2 separate regions of the Anas platyrhynchos genome follow, and region 1 is linked to region 2. A link is a contact called in public Hi-C data. All regions are on one chromosome and are shown on one strand. Each heading gives the region's core, a stretch centred on a gene start, on an enhancer-like site or on the middle of the called end of the contact. The rest is flanking DNA. Distances are from core to core; before and after follow the strand shown.

The links. A called contact is a pair of places that touch in the nucleus more often than the background predicts.
Region 1: a contact with region 2 is called in a Hi-C map of skeletal muscle, with 1.7 times the contacts expected there. The contact joins the promoter of LOC101791601 here to the promoter of STARD9 in region 2. A contact is called at or near these places in 2 of 8 Hi-C or Micro-C datasets (liver and skeletal muscle).

What each region holds. Positions count from the first base shown.
Region 1 is chr5:34,806,457-34,813,328 of IASCAAS_PekinDuck_T2T, reverse strand. It overlaps LOC101791601 (hypothetical protein), which reads right to left and starts at 3,504. Exons shown (of 2, transcript XM_027458594.3): 1 at 2,777-3,504; 2 at 715-2,137. The coding sequence starts at 3,290. The coding sequence ends at 1,479. It overlaps CDAN1 (codanin 1), which reads left to right and starts at 3,400. Exons shown (of 29, transcript XM_072038793.1): 1 at 3,400-3,774; 2 at 5,658-6,358. The coding sequence starts at 3,451.
Region 2 is chr5:34,670,161-34,677,644 of IASCAAS_PekinDuck_T2T, reverse strand. STARD9 (StAR related lipid transfer domain containing 9) reads right to left here and starts at 1,570. Exons shown (of 34, transcript XM_027458580.3): 1 at 1,448-1,570. The coding sequence starts at 1,494. HAUS2 (HAUS augmin like complex subunit 2) reads right to left here. Exons shown (of 7, transcript XM_027459510.3): 3 at 7,265-7,357; 4 at 5,883-5,952; 5 at 5,164-5,296; 6 at 4,417-4,525; 7 at 3,733-4,295. The coding sequence ends at 4,146.

The sequences.
Region 1 (6,872 bases), core at 2,255-4,754, 130 kb before region 2:
GAAAACTAGAGGCAGGTGGTCATTATAGGCATAGGTCAAATTTATCCATAGAACGTGAATATTGGTGATAAATGCTTAAGAGGAGGACCTGAATGACTTTTCAGGTGATAAAAGTGCAGGTGAGAGGGTTTCTGTTTTAAGTCCAATAAGTGCACTGCACATATGAACACAGCACCACTGGTAATTTTGAATTTTGCAAAGTAGAACAAGTAGTATACAAGATTTAAACACAAAAGCCTTAAACACATTTCAAGAAAAGCATCAGTGACAACAGTTTCCTCCTATTTAAGTATGAAAAGATGTTTCTTCATCACATTAGGAAAAAATAATTCCTTTGAGCTTGTTTCAGGGTTGTCACCTAACAGGTTACTATTTGCTCAGATTTTTCCTTTTCTTTCTTTTTCCTTGGATGTATAGTTAAGAGAATGGCAGTTTTTCCTAATCTCTCAGATAGGTGAAGATGAAAGCATCTCTTCATAAACTATGCAAGAGCATTTGTTCTATCTGAAGTCAGCCCCTGCCTCCTGTAATTTGTTTAACAGCAAGTCTAAATTCTGTTTCATGTAAAACAATATGGAAACTTTTTTACTTTCAATATTTCAGTGGATGTGGTACCGATTCCAGAAAGTTTGCAAGACCTGCTGAAGACACAGCCTGCTTCTAAGCCATACCAGGAAAAATTATTCCGTATCAAAAACAGGCATCACTCATCAGTTATCGTTTTTGCTGTATTTCTCTATTTTAATCGTGTGACAAGAAATAGCCTACTCTGCTAGTGAAGTAAGGCAAAATGCCTCAGAGAAGGTGCATTTGACAAGCTGGGAATGAACAATAGCCAGGTGGAGCAAAGCTGTATGAATTCTGGGAAGTACATTCACGAATCAACAGCCCAATCCTAAACTATTCCTAGAGGAAGCAGGTATGCCAAACCCTTCCTGTGATGCCTCGCACAGCTCAGACTTAACAAAAGTGCAAACAAAACAAAACCAACCAAACAGAAAAACATAACCAAGCAAACAGCCTCAACATTCTAAATGTTAGGAAAAGCAACTACTTTTAAACATCAGCTACTTTTGCCATTTGTTTAATAAAAAAACTAAGCAACTGGTGTAAGACAGCTCCTGCTGGCCAGTAACCTTAATGGTACTTTTTCACCCCTCTCACGCCTTTTATTTTCCCAAAAGGTCACATTAAACAAAGGATAATACAGACAAGAGTCTTAGTCAAAATAAATCTGTGTTTTTGTTTGTTTTTAAGAGAGTAAGAGGATAATGAGTACAGAAGAAAGACATTAGCCAACTGCAACAGAGTTAACAAACAGGAGATTGGTAATTAGTGTTTAATGCCACCTATAGTGAAATGTTTCCCACTGGGAAAAACGTGGGAGGCAAGTCCATTTTGCTCCTTCAAAGTCACAGGCCGGAGCAGAACATACAACAGCACCTAACACCACAGTCACTGTACATATATTCAAGTTTTTACACGTCTGCAAAGCAGAAGTAGTAGCAGCCATTTGGGTGTTCTTTCTTAATGGTTCTCAGGGGGGGCCTAGGGAACTCCGAAGGACCTGGTTCTTGTGACATGGAACTGGAACTGCAGCTGCTGCTTCTGCTGCTGCTTCCCGCCACTTGCGCTCTGCCTCTGTCCTCAGTGGGGGAGACCTGGGGAGAACCCGGGCTCAGGTACCCGGCTGCAGTCTGAGTAGAGGCGGTGGCGTACGTGGTTGGGCCAGTGTTGTTTTTCACATACACGTTTTTGATAGCAACAAGTGTCTGCGCCATGATGCTGAGGCTGTTGCTCAGATCTTGCATGCCTTGCTGCAGCAGCCGAAGATTGTGGTTGACACTGTCAAAGCCAGCCTGGATCACCTGCATCTGGGTCTGCTGAATCTGCACTAGGTCTGCTTCAGTTATTTCATTTTGGTCTGCCTGGGGCCTGCCTTTTGTTTTGGCTTTTACTTTCCCAGAGGAACCACTACCCGATGTCCCCAGAAAAGGTAGTTGTTCTTGGCTAGGCGGAACCACTGCCATGTCCTCAGAGCTTTCTTCTGGCTCTACCACTTTCACTACTATTTCTTCTTTTAGGTTCACCTTCTCAAGACCAGGTTGATGAGATGGGCCAGGATCATCGTTAAATCCTAGAGGAGTTGGGGGGAGAGGAAAAGCAGAGGAGAGTCAGTGAGGAACCTCATGGTGAGATATGTTCTTATCCACTAAACATAAACATTAGCCCTTGAACTGAGACTCCACAGCAGTGACTTGCACTGTGTTACCTTTGACGTCTCTAGAATATGCACTACCTCTGTAGGTGGGGAAGGAAACTGTAAAGATGCATTCACCCGTTAACTGTATCTTTGTATTCTACAGTTCCCTCACTGTCCCCACCACAGGTGCCAAGTTCTAGGTTCCAAAAGACAAGTTCCACTGCAAGCTCATTTCACCCTCTGTTGTGCGCCTGGTAACCCGTAACAGTGTGGACTAAACACTGGTTGCAAGAAATCCCTCGGTATTGAAGGTGATCATTTCAGTGCACTAATGCCATGTCTCTTGTAGGCATAAGAACTTATGTACTCACAGGGCTTTGGACAGCCTAGCTCTGAGGGCTGGCGTTTTACCTTTGCAAGGACAGAGCCTACAAGCGTGGATGCGAGCGGCTGGGTCTAGCGCCTCACGGCCAGGGGGTCTACTCTGATGTGCTGCTTCGATGCGACTTTGTCCGCCAGCCCCACGCACGCACTGTGGGCATCCAAGGGGCGAAGGCAGCGCCCCGCACTCACCCATCTCCCCCACGGCAGCGCCGGGCAGCTCCAGCGTGTCGATGCCGCCCACGATGGGCACGGCCTCGGCGGGCAGCAGGGAGCCGTAGGCGCGGTGGTGGTGGTGGTGGTGGTGGAGGCGGTGGAGGCGGTGGAGGTGGTGGCGGCCGGGCGGCGCGGCGGCGGCGGGCGGCAGCTCCTCGGGGGCCAGCAGGAGGCCGAGGCCGAGGGCGGCGGCGGCGGTGGGGCCCGGCGGCCCGCAGCCCTGCGACAGGCGGCACAGCTTGCTGCGGTCGCGGCGCTTCAGGTCCCGCCAGCGCTTCTTCAGGTCCTCCACGTCGCGGGGACAGGCGGCCACCGGGTTCACCTTGTGGCGGATCAGCTCCCACACCTTCCGCTTCTGGCCGGGCGACGCGCGGCCCGGCCCGGCGGCGAACAGCAGCTGCTCGTGCTTCAGCACCTGCTCGATCAGCACCTCCGTCTCCGCCTCGTTGAAATTGGCCTTGCGCCGCTTCGGCGAGTCCTCGGCCATCATCACCGGCTGCTGCCGCCGCTCAGGGGGGCCGGGGCGGCCGGCGGGCGGGCGCGGAGCCGCGGGGGGCGCCGCTGCCGCTGCCCCTTCCCCCGCCCCGGCCCGCGGCCGCCGCCGCCGCTAGGCCGGTCCCCGCGCCCCGCCGGGGAAGGGAGCACCGCGCATGAGAGGAAAGGACGCGGGCGGCCGGCGCAGGCGCCCCGTGCCCCGCGTGTTGACATGGGGAGGGGGCCCGGCCCCGGGCCCGGCCCGCTCCGCCCCCGCCCGCGCTCCCCGCCGCCGGCCCGCCCCTGCTGCTGCTGCTGCTGCCGCTGCTGCTGCCCGCTACCGCCCGGCACGGCCCGGCCCCGCCGCGCCTTGTGCGCCTGCTCGGCGGCGGCAGCGGCCGGGAATGGCGGCGGTTTTGGAGCTGCTGCTGCGCGAGGAGGTGGCGGTCGGCGCCGTGCTGCGCTGGCTCCGCCAGGGGCCCGGCCACCGCCCCGCTGAGGTAACCGCGGCCGGGGCCGGGGCCGGGGCGGGAAGTTTGCCCGCGGAGGGGACCGTTAGGAGCCGCCGGGCCCGGGGCCTGCAGCTCCGGCCGAGGGGCTTGGGTGGGCTCCTGCTGGGCCCCGGCGCCCCGAGCTGTGCCGTGGGCGTGTGTGTGGGGAGGGTTCGCGTGGTTCCTACCCACAGAGCGGCCCTGGGCGCTGCTGCTTCGGTGGGAGCGTAGGGGAAGGGGTCTGTAGTTAAAGATCAGAGCCCCTCGGAACGCGCTGAGGTAAAATCAGCCCCCGCCGCTGTGCCCCCGACCTGCTGTGGGCAGAAGCTCCGTGGGTCGTCCCGCGATCCTTAAAGGCGACTTTAAGGAGTGGCCCTGGTGGCTCGGGTAGCGGTGCCCAAGGCTGGGGGGGCTGTGCTGACTGACTGGAAAGTTTGGCCCTGGTGGGGATTTGCTGCCTGCCTGTCATGGCTGGGTGCAGCCCGGGGTGAGGGAGCAAGCGGCAGGCTTGCGGCTGGAGCCGTTGACAGGTTTCGCTTGTCCTGTGGTGGAGGATCTGCACCTCTGTTGGCTTGCACAGAGAGAGATGAGTGAAGGCGGGTTGTGCTCAGAACTGGTTGAGAAACTGCCTGACCTTGTGCACGGACTGTAATAATCTTACCTGTCAGCCTCTACACTAAGCCCAGGTGGGCACCTGAGGAATGACAGAACATGTCTTGCCCTAGCTCGTGCGGCAGGTTCTCTCTGGAGCTGGTAAGAAGTTGGGTCTTCAACCACCTGTTGTGTTCTGACCCGTTTCTCGCAAGCATGAACCCCGCTGACTGGGGCTGCCTGCCCGTTATCGGGTTGTGCCAGTCTCGTACTTCTCTAGGAAGCTGCACAGGTTCCACGCTTTCAGATCAGAACTTCACTGCTGCTGTCAAGCACAGCTGGAGGCAAATCGTGACCCTGCTTTCACTGTCTCCTTTCATAGAAGCAGTTCCTTCCAAAATAGTGTTTGTCTCTTTTTGTATAGTGGAGATGTGAATATAAATGAAGTGGGAATGCACCTGCTATTATTTTGATATTAGTAAGGAGTAAGTTGCTGTCTCTGAGAGCTGCTTCTGCTATTATTGCAAATGTTGCTGAATACCATTGACAGGAAACATAAAAGTATTAAGAATAAAATAAATATTACCCATCATACAAAGCTTTGAACTGTGCATGTCAAATGAAGTCTTTTTGACTAGTTTTACTCTGGTAAGATCACCATCTATTTTGATTTTTACATGTGTTGATTCTGTGGTGATTTTTTTCGTTTTGTTTTGTTTGGGTTTCTTAAGTATAAACTTCATGTACCTTGAGGTTGCGTGGTCTCTATTAGAGCTCTGTGGGGTCTCAAACAAATAAATTGTTTAATTGAAATAGAAGAGCAGTTTTGGTCTTGCATTTGGCGCTGAAAGTGCTTAAATGTTTGTTATTACAGCACCCCTCTGTGGGAGCGTGAGGTATTTGTAGATGAGTAGGTAACAGAGAAATTGCAGATTTTATTTTTTTTATGTTAGAATTATCCATCTTACCTTGAAACATTGGACCTAGAGGTGCCAGTTGCTCCATGTTCTTGCTGGCTGTAGCTTCAGTATTACGGGTGTCTCCGGGAGGCAGTTCTGCTGGTTCCCAGTTGGAGACCAAAGTGAATGACAGCATCTGAAAACTCCTGCCAAAATAGCTTGTGTGGAGGCTGGGTTTCAGATCTATGACTGGTGCTATGGTCACTTGAAGTTTAGTGGCCTGCTTTGACAAATCATATTGTTTTTTATGGTGTATCACATTCCCATAGTAACTACTAAATGAGTGAAAAGAAGGTATCAGGTAGCATCTTTATGTTAATGCTTTGTGCTCTTTCCTTGCAGGAGAACCACATCCATGACAAGCTGGTGTCTCTCAGTTTACTTCAGAAAGACTTTGTGCCTTTTCTGCTGAACTTTTTAAGGGAGCAAACCAGCCAGATCCTGACTAATGGACCCTCTACTCCTGCTAAAACTCCCAATTCCAAGGCCCATGGGAGCCAAAGGACAGGATCAGAAAGGAGAGCAGGTCATGCGACTAGCAGCCGAGTGCAGCTCTTTTCCCAAAGGACTTCAGTGACCTCTTGCACCACAGATACCAGCTTTTCCCCCGCTGCTGCATCCAGTGGCTCTTCTTCCTTTTCAGGGTCAAACCTGTCAAGCCCTTGCAGCGACTTCCCGAGCATGGCCTCCAGTAGCAGCCCGAGCTTTGGGTACAGCCCTGTGCTTAACCACAGCGAGAGGCGCTCATCTCAGAAGGCCAGCCTGGGGAGCTTCCTGACAGCTACGCCCGAAGCCCTGCCAGCGAGGAGAGGCAGAAGGAAAGGTGGCAGTGCAGTCAGTGCCTCTGGCCGGCAGGTGCCTCGGGATCTGGGGCGCTCCCTTGCTGAAGAGGAAGATGGAAAGAATGACAGTCCCTCGTGGAGTGGAGGGAGAAGAAAGCGGAGTGAAGTGCCTCTTGTTTCTGCTAGATCCCCACCCAGCCAGCTAAATCTTAACAACCTGGAGGAGTTTCCACCTATGGGTGCAGCCTCTGGCTGGACAAAGTAAGAGCAAGTATTTCTCACTGCCTCGTTTGGGTTGCGCTGTAGGTTACTGTTCTTGACTAGCTCATCCTGTTGTGCATGTGAAAATACAGAAGATGCTGTAATAAGCAGTACCTGGGGGCTGGCTTCTTGTTCTCCTTGGCCAGGAGAGTCTTGTAGCAGTTGCCACGTAGGGGAGCTGACAGGTAGTCAGCTTTCTGCTCTGAACTCACCTGGTTGCCTCTTTAGCTTTGCGATGTGCCTGCAGCTTGCCATTGCACAGGCCAGCTGATAAGAGGCTGAGCACATCTTTGTCCTTGCATGTTCTAACAAGTCAGCATTATCTTGGCTCTTCACATTTCTTGTTTAATGCAATAGCAATTGGTAATGAAGAGCAGTCCTGGAAGGTTCTTCAGCTTTATTGATGCTAGGGAGAAAAGCTTTTTGGCTGATGTTCTGTGAATTCTGGTAATGAACGTTTATGTGCGGCTTCATTTGTGTAATGCGGTTATGGGCAAAGTAGTGGGCCAATGCC
Region 2 (7,484 bases), core at 321-2,820:
CATCCTACCTGTCACAGTTATAGGCACCATTTAACGCTGTAATCACATATGCACTGTTAAATACTACCCATCGGGGAAGAAACATTAAGTCAAAAGCGATGCAAAGCCAAATGCTATTGTGGGGGAAACAAATCTAATTGGCTGCACAATGAAATACATCGTCAAGTCAAGCTTGGAAGTATTTGCAATCTCCAGAGAACTCTGCAAGGCTGAAACAAGAGTCCTATGGTCTGAACAACTTGATCTCATTAAAATTGGCATTTTAATGTTAATACTTTGCATTTGTGTACTGCTTTTTATTTCTAGAGAGTATAATGGCAATTTATTTAACCAGTCAGTGCTAGGAATGACTAACAGTACTGAAGTAGATTAGAAAGAGAATATCTCCAACATTAAAGCAACACTAAGCAATGAAAGGCAAAACTTCGCTTAATTCCATGCTGCAACTCTTCTTAAAATATGCCACTATCTATCAAAATCTATTCTATCCACAGCTGTGTTATAGATCAGAATTATATTACCCAAACATCTGTTTTTTTAATGTCATTATAGCTAGAATATTTTTGGATCAGTTGGTTTTGAGCCAAAGGTAAAATTTATTGAACACCTGTACATTACTTTCCACCTTTCCCTTTTCTATTATTTAAGACTAGCAGTATTTTTGTTGTTGTTTTGTTTGCGTGTTTGTTGTTTGTTTTATTTTTGTTTGTTTGGCTGGTTATTTTTTAGTTTGTTTGGGATTTGTTTTTACATTATTTTACTTTATTCAGCATTCTCTGGTATCTTCCTGCAAGAAATCCACAGGCACCTCTTCCAGAATCCTTTTCCCCACACCGTGAAAGGGTTATTTATCACACAAGGCACTGAAGTCGGAAGGCAGCGTGGGACTCCCACTAAGCAGAAGGCAGCCTCCCGTCTCCGGGACAGCCCTCTGAGCAGTGCTGCCCGGAGTGCGACAGCATTCCTCTGACAGGAGGCGTAAATTACAAGCCACTAAAATCTCCTTTTCCTTCCCTTTCCTCCCCAAACTTCCACAGCCCGCAGGCTTTCAGCCACACGTTAGATCCAGAGCCCACCAGCGCGCTGTGCTGCGGCACCTTCTTGTTTGGGGGAGTTGTCCTCAAGCCGTCCTGCCTGCCTGCCGCCCTGCCCATCGGAGACCAGCAGCCGGGGGGGGGGAGCGGAGCAGCGCCGAGAGCCAGCGGCAATGTCCGGCTCTGGGAATCCCAGCAACAAGGGAGGAGGAAGAGAACCCTTCCTCACGCTGGATGACAGCCGTCCCGTCTGGGGGAGCTCAGGAGGAGGGACGCCTCGGGGTCCCCAAGCAAGCCCCCCGAGCCACTGGGCGCGCCGGAGGGACGCTCTCCCTTCCCGTCCCCCTTCCCCATCCCGGCCCCGCCTCGCCCCGCAGCTTGTCACGGAGCCTCCCCGCGGCGCCCCCACGCACCTTTTGCTCAGCGGCCGGACCCGCACGGCCACCTTGACGTTGGCCATGGCTCGCCTCACGCCCCGCCGCCCGCGCCCCGGCCCCGCATCGCGCCCCCGGCCCCGCGCCCCGGGGCGGAGCCGCCCGGCCCCGCCTCGCCTCGCCCCCGGGGCGGGCCCGGCCCGAGCACAGGCCTGGGCCCGCTGCCCTCACGCCGCCCTCCCCGGGTTTGGCGAGCAGAGGGGTGGCGAAAGGTAGCCCTCCTGCAGCTTTGATATCTCCAAAGATCAATTTAAAGCAATTTTCATCTGTTGCGTCGACAAAGGTTTTACACTTAATGTTAAACCCACCAAAACGTGAACAATTTGCGTTTAGAGTAGTGTCCCTGTCAGCTACCAACATGACCGAGGAGATGTGAGAGCAAATATCATTTGTCAGCCACGACCCGGACAGCAGGCCTGTTAGGGAACTTCTGACTGGCAAAAGAAAACAAAAGGTGTTACTTCTACTGCACTTGTTTCTGGCTTTGGTATTTCTAAATATTAGAAACTGGCTGCATCTGAATACTCAGCTACAGTACTTTTACACCAGATAGGATCATGTTATAAAGCAATCTATGCTTACATTTCCATTTAATTACACTATTTATATATACTTTAAGTATAGACCTCCCCATTAGGTGACTTGACTTAAGCTCCAGAAACATGGAATCTGATAAATAGTATAATACAGAAACCTTCCAGAATGAAGTCCATGATGAATCCTTCAAACTTCAAACTTGCTTTTCCCAATTCATGACCCACCACAGCGATGTTAAAACAAATACGACCAGCTGTGAACCACTGTTTGATTCAACAGATTTAGCCCTTCAGTCACACTAAAGAAAGAATCAGTATGTAAATAGCAAATTGCATTAGCTAAACCCTGCCATCTCCACAGACAGCTTTCCAATATTGGAGTAAAACAAGAAAATATGCTCAACTCTTTAGCTATGGCAAAAGAATAAAATAATCTTCATTTCAAGGAATTATAATGAATAATCTAACTAGAAGTGTTTTCATCCTATCTCTGAGCCTTAGATTACAATATCTTTAGTTTACCTGACTGATCTAAAGAATCATTGTAAGACAATTTGAGAGAGAAATTAAACCAGCAATAGAGACAATGGACCATAATTCCAGAAGTCTGGATTTTGTTTCTTCCAATTTCACAGAATGTAAAAATTGCAGCTACTCTGCAATTGCATAGAAGACCATGATTTCCAAAGTATGAAATGAACCACAGGGGACCTCAGGCTCAAATCCCACAATGGGATCCTATTCATGCTTACAGGACTCAAATTCCAGTTTATATTCTCAGATCATGCTCTCTCTTGACACTCTGCTTGACTTAATTCAAGTCATTTGTCTTTTTAACATGTCCCAGCAGCAGCAGAGGGGAAAATCAGCAGAGGAAAATCACCTGTACTTGCATACTATATTAGAGAATTGTTAAGCTATACCTTTGACATCACACCCTGTAGAATAACGTAGTCTAGAAAGATTAATAACATGATTCTTAGAAAATTTCAAACATTTAATATTGAGTTGAGCAATTACAAGTAACTCTGATCAGAAGGTGCTCAACATAGAATCAACTATTTCTTCCTTAACTTTACTTTGTTTTAATGCACCTCTCATAAGCTATGGTGAAATTTGTGTGGTACTGAGCCACCTAGTGGTTACTTTCAAAAAATAAAGCGCTCGTTTTTAAAAGTAGAAATCAACACGTTGTAGTAACGAAGAATTCAGATAACTGACAATGCAGTAACAGAAGGCAATATATCTGCATGTTTGTTCCATTTCTTCAATACAAAACAGGGTGTCCACGAAAGACAACAACTGTCCTGGTTTACAGATGTCCTGGCAGTAACATTTTACGAACACATCTTTTCAAAACATAAAAGTTCCTGAGACTGTGAACTGGTACAAGTCACAGTTGCTAAGTTGTTAGTCATACGCATGGAAAAAGTTATATTCTAAGGAGGTCATTGATACAGGGCAAGCAATAGAAGAGGAAAGACTGAAGAATGTATTTATCACTATCATAGAAACATAGGTTACAAATTTATAGAACTGCTATACATCAAGTAAATTCCCAGCTTTCCCAATCAACCACATCATAGCTGTAATAAACTGTAACCTAAAACTAATTTAATTCCTTGGTTTGAACTGTTAGGTTCCTGTCCATGCTTCCACAGCACTTGGAACCACTCTTTGGTTTTTAAATGTGGGATTCCATAACAAAATGAAGACCAATAAACGTGGTTCTTAAAATCTAGTGCGTTTATTGAAGTTTTATAGGTACATAAAAAATACAGTGTATTATCAAAATACTTACAAAAATGAATAGACACATTGCAGCAAACACATGAGAAAAATCAAAACAAAATTGCATCGAAGATACAGGCTCCAAGAGAATCCTGCCCAACTATTTCAAAAAAGAACTCTTAAACAGTCTTTTCAGTAGTCTGCCTTCCTATGAGCTACTGCTCAAAGGTTGTTGTTTTTTTAAATAGTTGGAGAATGGATAATCATTTAACTATAATGTCAGAACATAAATATAACTACTTACAAAATCCCCGCTGTATTAAGGCACAACTATGTTGTACTTTTCACAGGCTTAAATTGCAATTTTTCAAATAGCCATCCCATATGAGGAAAAAAAAAAAAAAGCTGTGCTAGGTTAAAGATAAGCCAAAGTCCAATTCGGCAGTATTGCAGATACCATCAGAATACACTCCTTTTTGCAGTTCCCTCCATTCCAATATTTGCTCTGTCAGCTCCTCCAAGTCTGTCACCAGCACTTCTGTTTTTGTCAAAGCAACGTCCTGAAGAAGAGAATTAGATTTTATCTCTATAACCTGTCAGGCTGTTAAGCTAGCAGGAAACAAAGATAATCTAAGCAACTAAACAGCATTGAGAAGCTCTTTTTTTTTTTTTGCTACTCACCACGTTCTTCATGAGAGTTGGTATCTGAGGGATACTTTTCGCACTCTGCAAATGACTTTCAAGCTTCTCAACGAAAGACACAGCCTCAGTCAACAACTCTACTACGTACCTGTAGCCAAGAATGAGCTCAAAAGTTGTGCAAACACAGAACCTAATACTTTCAAGTGTTCCTTTCTTTCCCACTATGGGTTTCCTTAGTCCTCTTCTCTATTTTTATAGTTCCTAGTCATCTAATGAACTTAAGTGCAATTACAATTCTTTTATGGTTCTCAACAACAAGTAGGGCAGAAGTTATTGAAGTGCATAATTCTGTAACTGGACTAGATTTTTAGAGCATGAGAAACACTATTTTTTAAACATTTACTAAGGATCTCTGGGAATCACCCACACGCTTATTCTGAGCAAGTCATAGTGGAAAGAAGACACCAAAAGCTACAGTACTGATTCCTACCTACAGAGAAGCAAAAGGAATCAAGGATTTAACAAATCCATTTAAAAAGACACATAATCAATTGTGTAGTCTTCAGAAGGCAAGACCAACCAATTAGGCAAATATTCATTAAAAAATTTATGCTTCCATGAAATTAGCAATAAGCAAACTTCTACCTTTTAGAGGAGGTTTCACTATCACTTTTTGTTTCTATTCTCTAGAGAAAAGTGAATGAAAGCATCTGATTTTTCCTAAAATATAATTAGCTCAAATTAATTTGGACTCAAAGAAAGAACCATTATTTTTTGTATGCCTACTTGTGGTATTCAGCCTTAACAGGAAGGTTCTCTTGACATATGGGCTTCATCAGCCTCTTCCTGAGTTTCTTCTTCTCTTTCAGTACTGCTTCCAAGTGTCTGTTCATATCTTGCAATATCTGGCATTTTTTGTCTGTAAAATAGAATTGCAAAGTTGAAGCTGTTGTCCTGCTAGAACAAGAACAAAGTTTTTTGTTTAGAAAGGAAGTAAAAGTCTGATCTATCACTCAGGATAGTGTACACTCAGGAAAGATATCATTAGTCAGAATGACTTGTGTTGATTCTGTAGGACTTAATATCAATACACACCTAAAAAAAGTCCTATGTACTTTTGAAGTCATACATATGTTTTAGATACAGCTTTGTTAACTGTCTCACATCATCTATAGTTCTGAGTAAACTGTCTGGAAGAGATGAAACCCACTTCTTAGAACTATGCCATAAGATTGAAATATTACAGTGTACTTCACTAGCGTAATGCAGTATTAGCAAACTAGAATCACAGAGATTCTACTTCATGTCCTTCCGATTAAGTCCATATATTACGCAAACATTCTTTTGAGGAAGGTTAATAATATACTTGCCACCTCTAACAAGCTATGCAGTGGAAACAGCTGCAATAATTTCTAGAAGTGCGATGTACTTAAATGAAAAAATCTGCTAATGCAGTCATTTAAAATTATTTTTTTCTTTTTTTCTATGATACATAGAAAACTTACCTAAGTAAAAAGGGTGAACAATGTCTGCTGTCTCTCTCTCCAGCTGCAGAATCTCAGTTTCCAGTTTCTTCTACAAGAATAAAAATCAAAATGAAAATGAATTTTTAATGTACTTAACCAAATATTGCTGTCCCTCTTGGGGCAGGGAGAAGGTGAGAGGGAAGGAGAGGTAAGAAGAGGGACAGTGCACTTGTGAGAGTAGCCACATGCGTAAGAGCATACTACCAATTTCCCTCAAGGTGTGTGCCTTTTTTGTTGGTTAATAGGAAGAAACATAAAAAAACAAAACCACACATACAAAAAAAAACATTTTGGTGATTTATTGGGTACTTGTGCTGCAAGAGACCGATCCTGCAATTCATTCTTAAAACACAGATGCTCACATGTCCTACAAAGCAGTTTCATAGCCTATATCCTGCAAAAGTACCTCTCAAAGCTTCCATCTCCTCCTTTTGGCAAACACTGTTTTGTGATATTAATTGTTTTAAGCTGAGGAAGAACCAACCTCTCAGGTTAACCTCTTAGCTTTAATTCTTTTCAAAGACAAATGAGCACAAGAGCAGCACACTTACTCCTGTGGCTTAAAGTTGTGAGCATTTTGGCTAGACAGGAGAAGATTGAAGAAACTACAAAACAGAACGACATAGTTTTTCAAGACACAAAGCTGTTGCTTTGCATTCCTTGAAAGGAGACAAAAATTAACCTCTTTCACTGACAGCATGTCAAAGATTTGTCCAAGAAAGAATTTGTAAGTATAACCTTCCAACAAAGGCAGCAAAACATACACCTCACTAGGAGCCGTAATTCTTCCTTCTGCTACAGGGTGATGCCCACTTACTCATTCTCCAAAAAATTAAGTTGTGTGAATTTGAACTTTGCAGTAACACTTTGTAGCTGCTGGAGCTTACGCTAGTGAGCAAATGCTCAGAAAACATCAACATAAAATGCAAATCAACCATCAATTTCAGACAGTAGGAAATGACTGAGGTAACCAACAAAATGGTCCAGAGTCTAAAAAAAAAAACATTTTTTGGAATATAAGTGAACTACAAACTCTTATTTGTTCTTCAGTTTCTTCAGAAAGCTTCAGGTAACACTTCAGTCAAAGATGCAAACTACTACATCTCCGCAGTTGCACTGAAAACTTATTTAATCTTGGTATTCTTGGCTTTATGGCAACTGAGCCCACTGGGAAAAAGCTGTAAACTGTTTAACAACTAAAATGTTACAAAAAACAAGCACAAGCCGCCCCCCCCCCCCCCCCCCAGAAGCAAAACAAAAACATGAAACAATGGCATTTCAGTTCGCTGCCTCATGGGGTAAAATGTATTATCTTTAAGTATGAAGCGTCAAGAGTACGCTGACAGAAGTAAAGGCTGTACCTCATTGATTTCTGCCCGAATCTTCGCAATTTTTTCCCTCTCAGCGAATTTGGCAAAGCATGTGATATTTTGACAGGCTGAATCCAAAGTCTCCTGTGAAAGCAAGGCAACAAGAAGGTCAGTCAGCAGCCAGAAGGCACCAGGCAAGCTCTCAATATCAGCGCGGCAGCGCGCTTCAGCACTTTCACCACAACCATTATTCCAAGCCACACAGCCAGAC